Linked DNA regions of Triticum aestivum: region 2 is linked to region 1. Evidence: chromatin contacts called from public Hi-C data. All regions are on one chromosome and are shown on one strand. Each heading gives the region's core, a stretch centred on a gene start, on an enhancer-like site or on the middle of the called end of the contact. The rest is flanking DNA. Distances are from core to core; before and after follow the strand shown. Region 1 holds the start of LOC123181759 (probable protein phosphatase 2C 48). Region 2 overlaps LOC123181761 (phospholipase D zeta 1).

Region 1 (6,913 bases), core at 2,162-4,661:
TGCCGTCCGCCGTGGCAGACGGCAAAATAGCTGTTTCCTGTAGTGACTGGTGTGATTTATGGCCATATGATCATTGATGTACACCAACAATTGTGACGTTTTGTACACCAATAATTTTCCATATTACTGTCTCTCATAGTGCATTTTCAGGCCAACGAGAGCCATGGAGGACGAAAATAAGGACAAGGTGCGTCTTGTTTCTTCTGCCATTTGCTAGTGGCTGCCGTTGATCCTCGTACATTTCGGCAAGCAGCGTGTCAAAACCGGAGAATTTTTCGGTGATCCACCGGCAGCAGTCGACCCACCGCCCCGGTCATTCGTGCAGCGTCCCAATCATGGCGCGAACTGCACCTTCTGGTCGTCTCTCTCGGACGGCGACGTCGCGCACCGATCGATCGATCTACCGGCAAGTGGACGGGTCGCTTTCCCCTCGCCCTGATGGCAATGCAATCGCGGTCTCGGGGCAGCTCGTTCAGGGCGCCGGCGAGTGGAAGAAGAGGCAGACCGCCGAGCAGTCGTCGACGGCGACGCCCCGCCGCTTGCGCCTCCACCCGCGGACGGCGCACTCGACGAGCCGCTTCGCCGCCTTCTCCCTGTCCGGCGTGGCCGCCACGATCCGCACGGCCTCCTCGTTGGAGAGCACGTCCCAGACCTGCCCAAGATGTTGCCATGAATGATCAGTCTGCTGTGCTGGAAGTAGAAATACTTTGTGACTGTGCAAGAATCTGTCGCTTACCCCGTCGGTGGCCAGGATGACGAACTGGTCTCGGGCGGTGATCCTCCTCTGCGTCACCTCCGGCGCCGAGATGACGCCGTAGTCCTTGACGCAGTAGTCGCCGAAGGCCCGCGACATGGCCAGCCCCGGCGCATCCCGGTGGGGCACCCACACCCGGTGCACGCCGGGCTCGTCGTCGAGGCAGTGCACGCGGCCCTCGCACTGTATGATGCGCGCCTTCTCCTCTGCAAACCAGATTTGACCGTGGGTGAGCAATGGCCGTCCCAAGAATGTACTGTCCGTCTTCTAGTCTTGTCACGACGACTTACGGGGTAAGTCGGGCTTGAAGTCGACGGTGAGCTGGACGGCCGTGACGTCCCCGTCGTCCGATGTGGTCGCAAGGACGGCCCGCGAGTCGCCGACGTTGGCGACTACCATCAGGTCGCCCTGCTTGACGATGGACAGAGCCGTGCAACCGCTGTTGACGGCGTCGAGGCGCCGGCTTCGGCGGAGCTCCTCGTCCACGGCGGCGGCGGCTGCCAGGTAGGACTGCCTCAGGAGGTCGAACTGGCAGTCGCCGAGCCTCTTCTCGCCGTCGATGAGCGACGTCAGCGCGACGGCCTCCTGCCAGCGGCACAGCAGCTGCTGCGGCAGCGACTCCCGGACGGCCTTGGCGACGTAGTGGCCCCACTGGCCGTGGCCGTCGAAGACGCCGCAGAAGATGGTGTCGTCCTGGCACCCGTATCCCTGGATAGAGAAGAAAACACACAAGCAAACAGAACCGTAAGAAATCGAGAAGAAACGACAATATTGAAATCTCTTTTTCTTATCAAAATCGAGAAGAAACGAAAATATTGAAATGATGGGTACAAATTTACTGTGCATGGCAAATGGAAATCCAAGATTTCGGCGTGCCGTGATAGATTTTATGTTTTACGGGGAGTGACATGATAGAATTGACAACCAACTGAACCAGACGGCCCTTTTGTGCAGGTAGGTCATCGTTGTCCTTTTTTGCGGAACTGAGTAGTCAAATTAGATCGTGTTTCCAATCTAGTGCAGTTTAAGGGAGTGTCTATTTCTAAGTCGATCGACGTATTTCTAACCCGATAACTAACTGTCCGTTTTTTATCCAACAAAAAGTGGTTAATTACATGTTTTGCAAATTTATGAAATATAATGGACTTGCAGTCTGAAAAAATAGCAAATCCGACCATCGCAATCAGTATGTTTTAGGTGTTTAACTGTCCAAAGCCACTTTGGATTCAGATACCAAGAAACCCAACAAACAAACCCAACACCTTTTGTGGCTCCAGCAAATCAAGACACGTACCATCCCTTTTTTGGCAGATACTAGTACTACAGGATGAAACGCCTAGAGGCGAAAGGCAAGCGCCGTATCCAAGAAACTTGTGAACAACATGATCCAGGATCGTCCCAAAAGGCAACACGTAATCTGGTAAATGATGGCCTAACAATAGTTAGGCCGTACAGAATACCACCACAAAACAGAACTGAACCATCTCACAAAAATATCAGAAAAATGGTTAGGTAAACAACGGAGGGAGACGGGATCCAATCTCTATTTTATTTAGCGCACACGCAAGGCGAGCAGATGAAAACTGATTTATTTCTTCTGTGGTCAGAAATGAGAAGAAGAAGCCGGCGACTAGTCCCGAGTCCCAACGCTGTACCCTCGCCATTTTCTGTGGAACAGAGACCATGTCACCGGCTCATCTTGGCCATAATTAACCTCTTCTGCCTCTCTAGTAGCAGAAATTTGTGTTGGGAACGCGGGAATTAAATTGTGTGGCAAGAAGCTCCGTGCGGAGTACGTGGTGGATGCTGATCTTTGACTGCTACACGCCACCGGTACTATGTTGTGATAGCCAGCGTAAAAATTCATTCACATGCATCAGAGAGCAAGCAGGGAAGAAGCAGGGCGGCCGGCAAACTCACCTCCCAGACGATGGAGGTGTCCTGGTTGGTGCCCTTCTCGCCGCGGCGGGAGCACGCGGCGGCGAAGGTCTCGGAGCCCTCGCCCCAGAGCGTCCCCGACGAGCGCAGCACCGTCCCCTGCGGCTCCTCCGCCTCCTTCCTCTCCTTTCCCAGAGACATGGAGCGGGCCAGCCCCTGCAGCATGGACGAGATCTGCCGCATTCTCGCTGGCCAAGATCAAGACCCCCGATCGATCGGTTGATTCTATGGAGAGGCTTCTTCCTCCTCCTCCTTCCTCTCCTAGTTTCTCGGTGCTTGGTACTCGTGGTGTTCACGGGCAAGAACAGAGCAGAGGCTAAGAAGGAAGCGCGGTTTGTTTAGCTTGGGAGATCGATGTCCCGATCGGCCGTTTCTCCTGGATCTTTCTCTTTGTTTTGCTTTGGATTGAAGAGACGAGCTTGGAGTGGATATCTGGATAGGATCGGTCGGCTCGACTTCTACTTCACCAAGGAAGAAGGTGCAGAAGAAGGGACAGGAAGCGAGGATTGCTCAACTGCGGTGAGGCGACCGATGATGAACAAGGCAAGGGCCAAGGGCGCAAGGGAGGCGAGGCCGTGCGGATTGTGGTGGAGGTGAAGTGGAAGCTTGGGTGGGAGCTTATAAAGGAGAGGGGAGAGGGAAGGAGAGCCGTGGGTGCAGGGGAAGCTCACACACACCATGCAGATGCAGGCCGAAGCCGAGGCAGGCAGCCACACGGTGTGTCCGCCCGTCCGTCCGCCGCTTGCACAGCGACACAGCACAGCGATGCGTGTCTTTCAGCTGGGAACGGGACGGGTCCTCGGCGTGTGCGTGTTCCGTCTCGCCCGCCTTTTGGTCGATGTGGATAAGCAGCTGTGTGTGTGCCCGCTCTGGAATGCGCACAAGCCGACGTCGACGGTTATGATGCGCAATGGCGTGTGCGAGCCCAGTAGAAACGGATGTGTGTAGTTATGGGTCTTGCTGAACCTTTTGTGTCGAACAAGCGTCTTTGCTTGCTATCTTTGGGACGAGCTACGTAATAAATAGAGAATATGTCGCGGAAAATCTTAACAATTTATAGTCGTTTACATATGGATTTGATTTATATGCCTGCTTGATATTTCTTTAACGTCGTGGAATCGTAAAATATTCGTAGTAGATCTCTAATATTTCTCTTAACAAATGTTTCCCTTATTTGTTTCTTCTGCTCTAAGTACTATCTTGTTGATGTGCATACAATATTTCTCTTCTTGTATAGCGTGTACGCGCATCACTGTAATATTTGCACGTCTAGTCATCTCTAATATGGAAAGTTACAATTCAAATTATTTTGGTAAATTACATGCGACACATCGCATGCCTAAAGTATTCTACAACATACGTACACCCCTGAGTGTCATTTATATTGTGGGGAAAACCAGCGCAGCAGAAACCTAGCCCCCCTCTCACACAAAAAAACGGACATGTTTATGGCTCTTGCGCGACTTTTGTCTCGAACAAGTCTTTTGCTCTATGTAATAAAAACTATGATGCGGGGAATGTTAGTTGCTGCATGGAGCCTAAATATTTCTTAAAGATAAAACAAAAAACAACACTTTGAACTTTCAAAAAAAATCTGCAAAATACACACGTGCATAAGGATGTATACTACATTTTTGTAATCTGTCAAAGTGAAATATGTTTTTTTTGGGAGGAGCCGGCTGTCGCGCAGAAGGAGGCCATAGTTCACCCATGGCCGAAGCCACCACTGGGGAAGGTGGCCCTATCTGTTGATGGATCTTTCCTACAGTCTGATGGGTCAGCAGCGGCATGGATGATATTGAGGAGACATGATGGGAGTGTTGCATACCTGTGCATCTTTAACTGCAATGAAGCACTGGAAGCGGAGTTGCATGCGCTAATGCAAGGTATGGCTCTGGCTATCCAGCATTGTGAGCTACCTATCATTGTCTAGTCGGATTCTTCTGTCGCCCTCTCCGCCTTGACTGGCGACAGATTATCCAGATCTGCCTACGGGCATTTAGTCGCCGAGATTCGTCATCTTATGGTAGATAGAGTTTTCATTCCCTTGAAAATTAGTCATGTGCAAAATAGGGTAGTAGATCGTTTGACCCTGTATAGTCGTACAGAGAGTACTACTGTTGTATGGCTTGGACGAGGTTCATCGTGTGATCTCTTGCCTCGTGATTGTAACCCTATGCCTATGGAATAAAATTCTTCTACCAGCGCAAAAAAAAAAGTGAAATATGTTTTTGATGTGAGCTCCACAAAAATACAATAATTGTATTTCTATCACATGCTTGTCACTATAAAATTCCATGTTTTTTTGTGTGTATCTCGCACCAAAACGTATTTCCTTTTTGTGCATAACTTCAAAACCTTTGTATATTTCTTGGCAAAAAACTTGTTTATTTTTTTATTCAGAATGAATGCTACCGAGCAATTAAACATTTTGGCAATAATATTCTCCTCATCCTTTTATTTTTCTTTTGGTCAAATCAAATCATAGTTCCCTAAAAAAAGAAAGAGCAAATGCACGCAACGAAGTTTCGATCCGTGTAACCGTCAGCGGCGGCAGCAGCAGCTGGCAATACTAATAAAAGCTATCCATAAACAATTGATATGCTTGTTTATCCCATTCCAACATCTCAGCAAGGGAAGGAGATATACTATTTCAGAGAGGCCAGAAGGTCTCCGTGACCCTCTCAGCCACGAGCCGGCGGGTGATCTCCGCCGTGCGCGAGCACTCAAGCAGCATAGAAAATGTTTCTTCCGGGGGCAGACGATCCCTCCTCTCATCGCTACCCTGCGCCCATCAACAACCGCAGCCGCACAAGAACTTGGGCACCGCACAGGCGTCATTTCGTTTTCTGCCATGCCGCCCGTTGTACGTGGAGAGCCACACAACCCCTCCACCGGTTCGGCAACACGTGACCGTGGTGCAGCGCCTAGGAGGATTATCTCGTGGCCGTGGTGGTGCGGGGTTCTTTCTGCTGGGCTGCCAAGCGATGGCAACAGAAAAAGAAAAATGGATCGAATGCTAAGGCCAACTCCAATGCTAGACCTTATTCAGGCATCCGTTTTGTCCGGATTTCATTCGTTTAGGATGGAAATGAGAGGCGGATGTCCTTGTCGGAACGGCCTGGCGCGCGGCCCCAGCCGCAACTTGTCCGCGGTGGACACAGGGGAAAATAACAAAAAACAAAAGCTAAGATAAGGCATTCTAACAGCTAAAAAACTTAAAAACATAGTATTTAAAAGTCCGCGTCCTTACGGCCCAACCACAACACTTAGTTTAATTAACATAAAACAAAAAAACAAAGCAAAAGATAATGTGGTCGTCCCGCGCGCCGCAGAAGACCTCGCCGTCGCCGCTGATGCCGTCGCAGCCGCCGTCTTTAGGCGCCACCATCCTCGTCGTTGCTCGTCAGGTCGATGTAGGGTGGGGCGGCGCCCCCCAGATTGGGCCAGGGGCGTACTGTGCAGGCGGCAGAGGAGGCGGGCGCGGCACCCGCTGGGGGTGGCGACCACGCGCCAATGCACGCTCCTCCGCGGGCTCCTCCTTGACCTCCTGCTTGACATCCAGCTCCGGGATGTACACGTCCCCGGAGGCTGAGAGCTCAAGCATATACTGCAAGCCCTGCCACTCCTCCTCCTGCTGGCGCGTGTACTCCCTCTCGGAGTCCTCCATGACGGCCTGCAGGAGCCGCTCCTCCTCCTCGGCCATCATGGCGGGAGGTTGCGGGGGTGGGGGCGATGGGGAGGGAGACGACGTTGGCGTCATGGCACAAATCCGCGTGCGGCCGCGCACGCTTGGCTGGCTCGGCGTGCACGTACGAGGCGCATGCCGCACACTCACTACTAGGGAAAACCCTAGTAGTAGCACTTGAAATAAGCATAGCAGTAGCGCTTGGTCCAGCGCTACTGCTAGCGCGCTACAGCTAAGTTGTAGCAGTAGCGCTGGTATAGGCAGCCCTACTGGTAAGTATTGTTAGCAGTAGCGCTTCCTGCACCCGCGCTACTGATAACTATGTGTAGCGCTTGTTCATATGAAGCGCTGCTGCTAAGCCAGCGCTACTGCTAATGTTCCTGCTTTCACCGACCCCCACCCCTACGTATTTGCGCTGTATTTATACAGGCTCTATACAATAGTTTCATCAGATCATACTAAACATACACTATTCTCATCATATCATAGACATATAGTAGTCTCATCATACCATCATCATCATCATCATCATC
Region 2 (6,913 bases), core at 1,647-4,146, 200 kb after region 1:
TTAAAAAAAGCCCAAGAATACACTCAAAATAAAGAGATCATCATGCTAGTACACACTGTACTGGTACCGCAAGATTGTGTGATCATGATTATTTGCCACCACAAGCCAATGAGGATGAAGATGAGAAGGAAAATTACCCCCGGTCGAAAGCTACATTTTGATTTCCAATTGGCTGTCACATTTTCCAATTCTGAATAGTAACCCACAACAAAGTAGACCAGAAAAGAAAAGGAACAGATTAAGCCACATAAGCCTACGATCTGGGCCAAAAACTGTGGACGTCCTCTCCGTTACCCTGACAGCCTTTTCAACAGGAAAGGTGGATTGCCGTCCGGGAAGGCACGCCTGCGAACTGCAAATCGCCTCCGGCTTACAGCGCAACAGCCACGACAGAAACAGAAATGCCAACAACATGTGACCTGACCACTAGGCGAGCAGTACATGGATCCGTGGCGAATGACACCGGTGTGAGTCATAAAGACGCGCACCGCAGACGAATATGCCGACCAGATATCCCGGCAGGGACTCCAGTTGGCAATGGCCGCAAGTGATATATGTCGATCATCACCAACAGCCATCAATCAGTCAGTCACCCCTGGATCGGATCCGATCAGCGAGAAATGGATACTACTCGTACATCGGTACATGATTGCATTATTGCCGATGGACGCTATCAGAGTCGGGACATAAAGCTAGCAGGTGTTCCTGGTAAGTGGTAATCACTAATCAGTGGCCTCCTCCTATCCGTATCCATTCATCCATCTTTCTGCCATCTCTGCTCTGCTGCTGCTGTATGATGCCCATCAGCAGATGCGTCGCCCGGCCATGATGATCCAGTGGCAACTTGTCCTCATCTGCCCCATGATTGGAAGAAAGCTTTGTTCTAGCTTATGTTAAACAGAATGGACGCATGCATGCACCGGAGAGAGCAGAGGTCGATCGATAGATCTGGAGCAGTGTCACCAGGAATGTAAAAAGGCTGGTTAAATTATTATTTTTGTAGTAAGATCCAACAGCCTGAAAAATGAAAAGTCATCAACAGGTCTGTGTACATGACAAACAACTTTCGGTGACACAACCATGTCGGTGCACGCGGGATGCAGTGGAAGCATGAAATCTAGATTCAATAAATTGGCCAGCTGGAATTCCAAACGACATATCTTATCATGCAACTTGCAGGATAGGACGATCCAGATCGATGGTGGATGAGTCCAGTCCACTAGCGAAGAATGAGCCAAGCAAGTGAGTGTGGTTCTACCAACCAGACCAGGAGAGGACCAGGACCAGCCCCACCATGCATGCAGGTGCAGCAGATAGCTAGAGTAGCTCTGCTTTCTCCCCCAGGCGGCGCCGGAAATTAATTCCTCGGCTTTCTGACGTTGCATCCGTCATTAAAAAAAACTTTCATTCTATTTGTCTTAAATCATGGCAGTACAATTGTCTGTGGTTTTCAGGTCACGGATCATGGATGGAGTTGGACCCTGGCCAGACAATCCTAATTGCCCCTTCAGCATCTGAAATGTTCATAGTGATCTTTTTGGTTTGTTTTCAAGCAAAAGTTTAGCTCCCTTAAAAAAGAAATGGTATAGTTCCCTCCTGTTGTTTTTACGTGCTTGTTTACTTTGTCCGCGTGCATATCAGCCTCTTATGTATGGCTTTAACGCACTAACCACCTCAGAAGAAGCAAAGTGCACCAGCTCATGAACCAAAGCGGTTTTGCATCCATGTCTATGTGCTCATCAGTGGAGTGTACGTACGACTTCTGGATTCCTATATTGGAATTAGTGGTCCTAGCCTCAGGCTCTAGAATCTTCCGTGTGCATGTCTATACGCCTAGCAGCGGACACCTTTGCTTGCAGTTGCAGCCTACGGGGGCGGCGCACCGAGGTCCGAGGGCTTTGTATGTGAGCTGGAAACCAACGGCAGCACGGCGCCGCTTGGCATCTAATGTCCGTACTCGCGATTCTCACCTTTATATATCTATTCTGGAACAAGTTGGGTCGAAATATCCAAAATATATGTAGTGTTCTGGCCGTCATCGAATGTACTCCCCCGTCCTATAATGTGACATTGTAGTGTCAAGAAACGTTTTACTAGTGTCAAGAAACGTCTTACATTATGAGATGAAGGGAGTGCTTGTTTGTTTCTTGCTCGTGATGCATGGAGCAGAGATGTATGGTTTTGTGCTGTATGATTTGCTTCGATCGGGATGTTCACGCATGTCTAATCTAATCATTTAGGCCCCGCAAAGAGAATGTCTAATCATTTAGGTTGCGTTTGAGAATCAAGTCGCCGGCAGGCAACGTGCACTCGTGCTCTCCTCGATCGGCCATCAGACGGGCTCCGGTCTCGAGAACTATGTGATTTTTAGTGTCAAAAAAGAGCTTGAGAAGTATGTGAAAATTTGCCAATTCTAGATTGAATGGCATTCGATTTGTGCGAACTACCATTGCCTTGGACTCTAAGAAAAACATCACACCGTGCGCATGCATGTACTGTACGAGAGAGCGTCGCTTGCGGTGCCCAGTGCAGCTACGATATGCGCAGTGCTTGGTGACTCGTACACGCGACACCGGAAACGGAGTAAATATCTGATCTGTGCAAGTACAGGAGAACACCGGAGACGGAGTGCTACGGAAAACTCCCATCTGATCTGTGCAAGTAGCTTCTGTGGGATAGTAGGGATCTGGATCCTAAGAAGGAAAAGCCAACAAGATGGCATGGATCCACGTCGACCAACACGCGTGAGCCCACAGCGCTGCGCCCACTATATCGTCAGAATGACTAGGCAAGAAATTAAAGGACACAGCCGATGAGGCATTGAGATGAGTGGTGGTATCATAGCACTGGGTCCCGTCCCGTTCAGAGGTGCCTAGCAATCAGATCTGGCCTACATGATCAGGACACCTAGCTAGACTGGTTGGTGCTTGGCTAAAAATAGGGCACGGAAGGAGGCGACACATTCTAGACATTTCCAGTTCCACAAGCATTGATTTTCTTTTTTCTTTTTCTTTTTTTCTTTTTTGTGGCGGAGATGCAAGTTTCAATATCGACACTGACTGCCAATGGATTTGCCGAACCAGGAAACAAATTTGAGATTCCAGTGAGTGCAAGCACGAGCACATGTTTTCCCACTAAGAATTCACTGGATGTGTTAACCCAAATTTAATCTGTAATACACCTGCAGCCTGCAGGAATGAATGCATGTCCACGGCTTTCCGAAAGGATCCTTGATTCGTTTTCATCAACTATGTATTCATTAACGTTTCGTCAATTTCACAACTACGACTTCAAAACATCAGATCATTGATGTAGCTTGATCGTGCCATAAGTGTTTTCATACAAGTGCTTTCCAAGCTTTGCCCACCGAGTAGGCTTGACAAGGCACTATTGCTCAACAATTACAAACTTAGCTCAACCGCCAAAGCAGTTAGATAAACAGTTACAAACCTAGCTCAATCGCCAAAGCAGTTAGATAAAAACTTATTTGGGTATCTGGTGAGGCGACCGTATATATACTATTGCAATTACCTACTCTCTCTGTCCGAAAATAAGTGTTTCAACTTTGTAACTCTATTACAAAGTTTTACTAAGGTTGAAACACTTATTTTGGGACGGAGGGAGTATAAAAAAAATGCAAAAGTATTATAACCTTATTACATTAGTTAAAAACGATCACGTACCCTGTGTTAGTTAAGTGCTGATGTAGCTACAAACCATTGATTATTAGAGTTGTGGGTTTGTTGGTCTTGCTGCAGGAAGCTACAAAGTTGGTTGTAGCTTGTGTTGGCTGGAGGGCATCTAGCCGACGAGCTAACTGCTAAAGTGGTTCCTTCGAGAGATGTCCAGGACTTCTGTGAGAAACCATGGGCGAAATATGGACGTAATCACACTCTATTAGGATATAGCTACATAGTATGGACGTAACCCTCGGCTGTTTCTTATTACCAGCTTCTGCCAAAACACATGCAATGACGTCTAATGATTACCGGTGAAGAGGTGCAGGGTACGTGCATCTTCATTCGTTATATCATTCATCTGGGTAAATACATCCTCATTCATAACATCACAGAAACACATCAGTTCAAGATGGGATGATTGTTCTGTCTAGAATGTACAGTAATTCTCGAGAAGATGAAACACAAGACAGCAAAGGTTTCAAAAGTCACACCGGAGAGATTAATAGTGCATACATTGCAAGGCCAACTAGAATGTACTTATTCTTCAAAAATAATTCATAATGTACAACCAAGACAGCTTTAAAGAAAGAGCCTATTCTCTGGACTGGAAAAGTGTCAACTGAACAGGGGCATTTCTCACCTAAAAAAACCAGAGCCGTCGAATGAACTAACTATATTCCTATATTCTTTGGTTGGAAAAAGAAGAATCTGAGCACGGGTAATTGCCCAAAAAGACAGAACTCCGGTGAATGGGGTATATTTGTAAACTGCCTGACGTGGCCGTATATTTTCTTCATTTCCTGTAAAAACATCTACAAGCTGGCGCCTGTACTATGTACAACTAAGGCACTGGGAGAGCAACTCTTCCATGAAAATCAACCTAATGGAAAACTTGTGGAGATGTGTAATACTCGCTTTCACTGAAATATGGTCTCAAGTCCTCTTGGCACATGAAATCCAAAGGAAAAGATACAAGGTGGCCTCTGACCAACTGCAATCTCTCCATAGGGTCGGCACCTTTGAGATCGCCATCCTGGTAGGTTTCGAGCTTTTCTTGGGCAACGCCTAGATCAATTGTAGTGTGGCCAATTTTTTCCTTCCAGTAAGCAATGCTTTGCCGAAACTGTGTCCTGTGTGGTTATTATGTTTCAGAGAATGCAACAATGGGATGAAATAATACTGAGATGAAATGGCTGTTGATAAATACCTTGAATGGATGAGATCGTTGGGAACACAAGAGAATACATCCTGGTAAATCGTGGTATTTGTCTGCCAGACATGCTCAGGTAATTCAGTAATAAGAATAAAGGAAATCAACAAAAGAATTTGCAAATACCAAATATAACGTAATTTATAGGGAACGTCCCATATGCTTAGTAATCATAGTCTTGATTCTTGAATGAACTATGACTTCAGGGTACAACATTTTTGTTTCTGTCACCTTAGCAGTGGCCATCCAGATATTTTTGAACGTTGTATCATCCATAGGATCCATGATGTGGTTAACCTGCAAGAGAAAATGATATTTTGTGAACTTGAATAATGCACGGAATTTTCTTGTTTCCTACAATAAAGAGAAGACATCCTTATCAAGCATGCTTGTGATATACCAAATTCACGTAATTTTCTTTTATCAGGTTTTAACCAAGGCGGTAGGTGAGTTTTAGCCCACACGAAGGAGGTTCGGCGCAGGATAGTTTTGATCATTTATCTATACATACATCATACAAGTGTGAACATATAAATGTTTTTAGGGATTAGGGTGTCAGTTTTGTTTCTTCGTACATTGTATCATGCCTCTATCGAGGCTTTCCTTTCTCTACCTTTGCAATGAAATGAAACGCAGATGCTTTTGCGTTTTCCAAAAAAGTATCCAAACACTCAATAAGATCCTAACTAACTAGTCTTAAGGGTTTTGCAGATTATTTCTATTCCTTGAATCAAAACTTCACATGATGTATAATACATCACTACATTCTAATATAGAAGAGACTCTTTCACACCCGCGCGCTGGAGCGGTCGATCCATCCAAAGCCAAGCACTCAGCCGACAGCCTTTTCCTTTGGGGCCCACCAGGTGGATCTGGTCATGCACATGTGGAACGGCTCGTTAACATATGAATCGCTGAGAGCCCATCAAATTAGTCAACTACTAATCTCTCCCCCCCCCCCCTGATTTTCAGGGCGGTGGGGCCCACTCTAAACTATCCAAACCCGCCGGTTGCTCTAAACTATCCCACCCCATCGATGCACTTTCCAAACCGGGGACCAGTCCAAAAACGAGCATTGCCGCAGCCGCGCGTGAACTAGCATCGCCCCTCTAATATGTTCTATAAAAATATCACACAAACAACACAAAACACCATCAGACAGGCATATGCCCTTGTAGTTGTAAGAGTATCTCTACACCTTCCCTAAAACTTAACTCCCTGGATAACCTCCCTAAAATTTGAGGGCTTAAACTTTCTTGCACCTAGTTCTTCCCCTAAACTTAACTCCCTATACTTTTCATTTGCTATTTCCTCCATCCTTTTGCATACATAATTCAAAATTTGCTTATACACTCCCTATAATTCAAATGTTTCTTATAAACAATTCAAAATTTTGAATAACAACTCACACATTTCAATAACATTTCCAATTGAACGATAAGCATCAACATAGAGCATCCCAACATAGTTCATCATCAAAAGCCACCACATCCCATCCAAAAGCCACTGCATCCAACATATTTATCATCAAAAGCAACCACATCCCATCCAAAAGCCACTGCATCCAACATAGTTCGTCAAAAGCCACCGCATCCTACATTTTTCGTCAAAAGCCACCGCGAAAGCCACCACATGTAACATAAATCATGCACTCCCATTGCCACCACTACAACTACTACTACCACCACCATAGAACATCGATCTTGCCAACGAGTGAGCTGTCAGTATTGTTTTGTCTTGTTGTCCATCCCGCTTGCATCCATGAACATGATTTGGCACTCTTTGACCTCCTATTGTTCATCTCCACTTAGGTCTCGATTGCAAGTCTTTGCTCCTTGATTGCAAGCCTACGCTCGCCAGCACGCACTTTCCTCTCCTCAACATCCATCAAGTATGCCTCAGCCAAGGCCTTCGTTCTCAACCTCTCCTCCCCATCACTTTGAGCTCCATCCACCTCACCATCTTCTCTAGCTTGCGTTCGGCCGCCATCTCCTTTGATGATAGCATTAAGTTCTCCTTTGTA

Evidence for each region. A called contact is a pair of places that touch in the nucleus more often than the background predicts.
Region 2: a contact with region 1 is called in a Hi-C map of leaf, with 6 times the contacts expected there. The contact joins the enhancer-like site here to the promoter of LOC123181759 in region 1. A contact is called at or near these places in 1 of 5 Hi-C or Micro-C datasets (leaf) and 1 of 1 datasets of contacts at active chromatin or transcription factors (leaf).

The regions. Positions count from the first base shown.
Region 1 is chr1D:320,481,791-320,488,703 of IWGSC CS RefSeq v2.1, forward strand. LOC123181759 (probable protein phosphatase 2C 48) reads right to left here and starts at 3,412. Exons shown (of 4, transcript XM_044594093.1): 1 at 2,675-3,412; 2 at 1,045-1,462; 3 at 737-960; 4 at 53-652. The coding sequence starts at 2,875. The coding sequence ends at 473.
Region 2 is chr1D:320,684,000-320,690,912 of IWGSC CS RefSeq v2.1, forward strand. LOC123181761 (phospholipase D zeta 1) reads right to left here. Exons shown (of 20, transcript XM_044594095.1): 18 at 5,122-5,187; 19 at 4,888-4,949; 20 at 4,176-4,810. The coding sequence ends at 4,561. Among protein-coding and RNA genes, the nearest start is that of LOC123181761, 18 kb to the right of the region's middle. Within about 2 kb of position 2,897, at least 6 of the 8 cell types and tissues checked have an H3K27ac peak or open chromatin away from gene starts, as enhancers often do. A contact at or near this core is called in leaf, where this site is marked.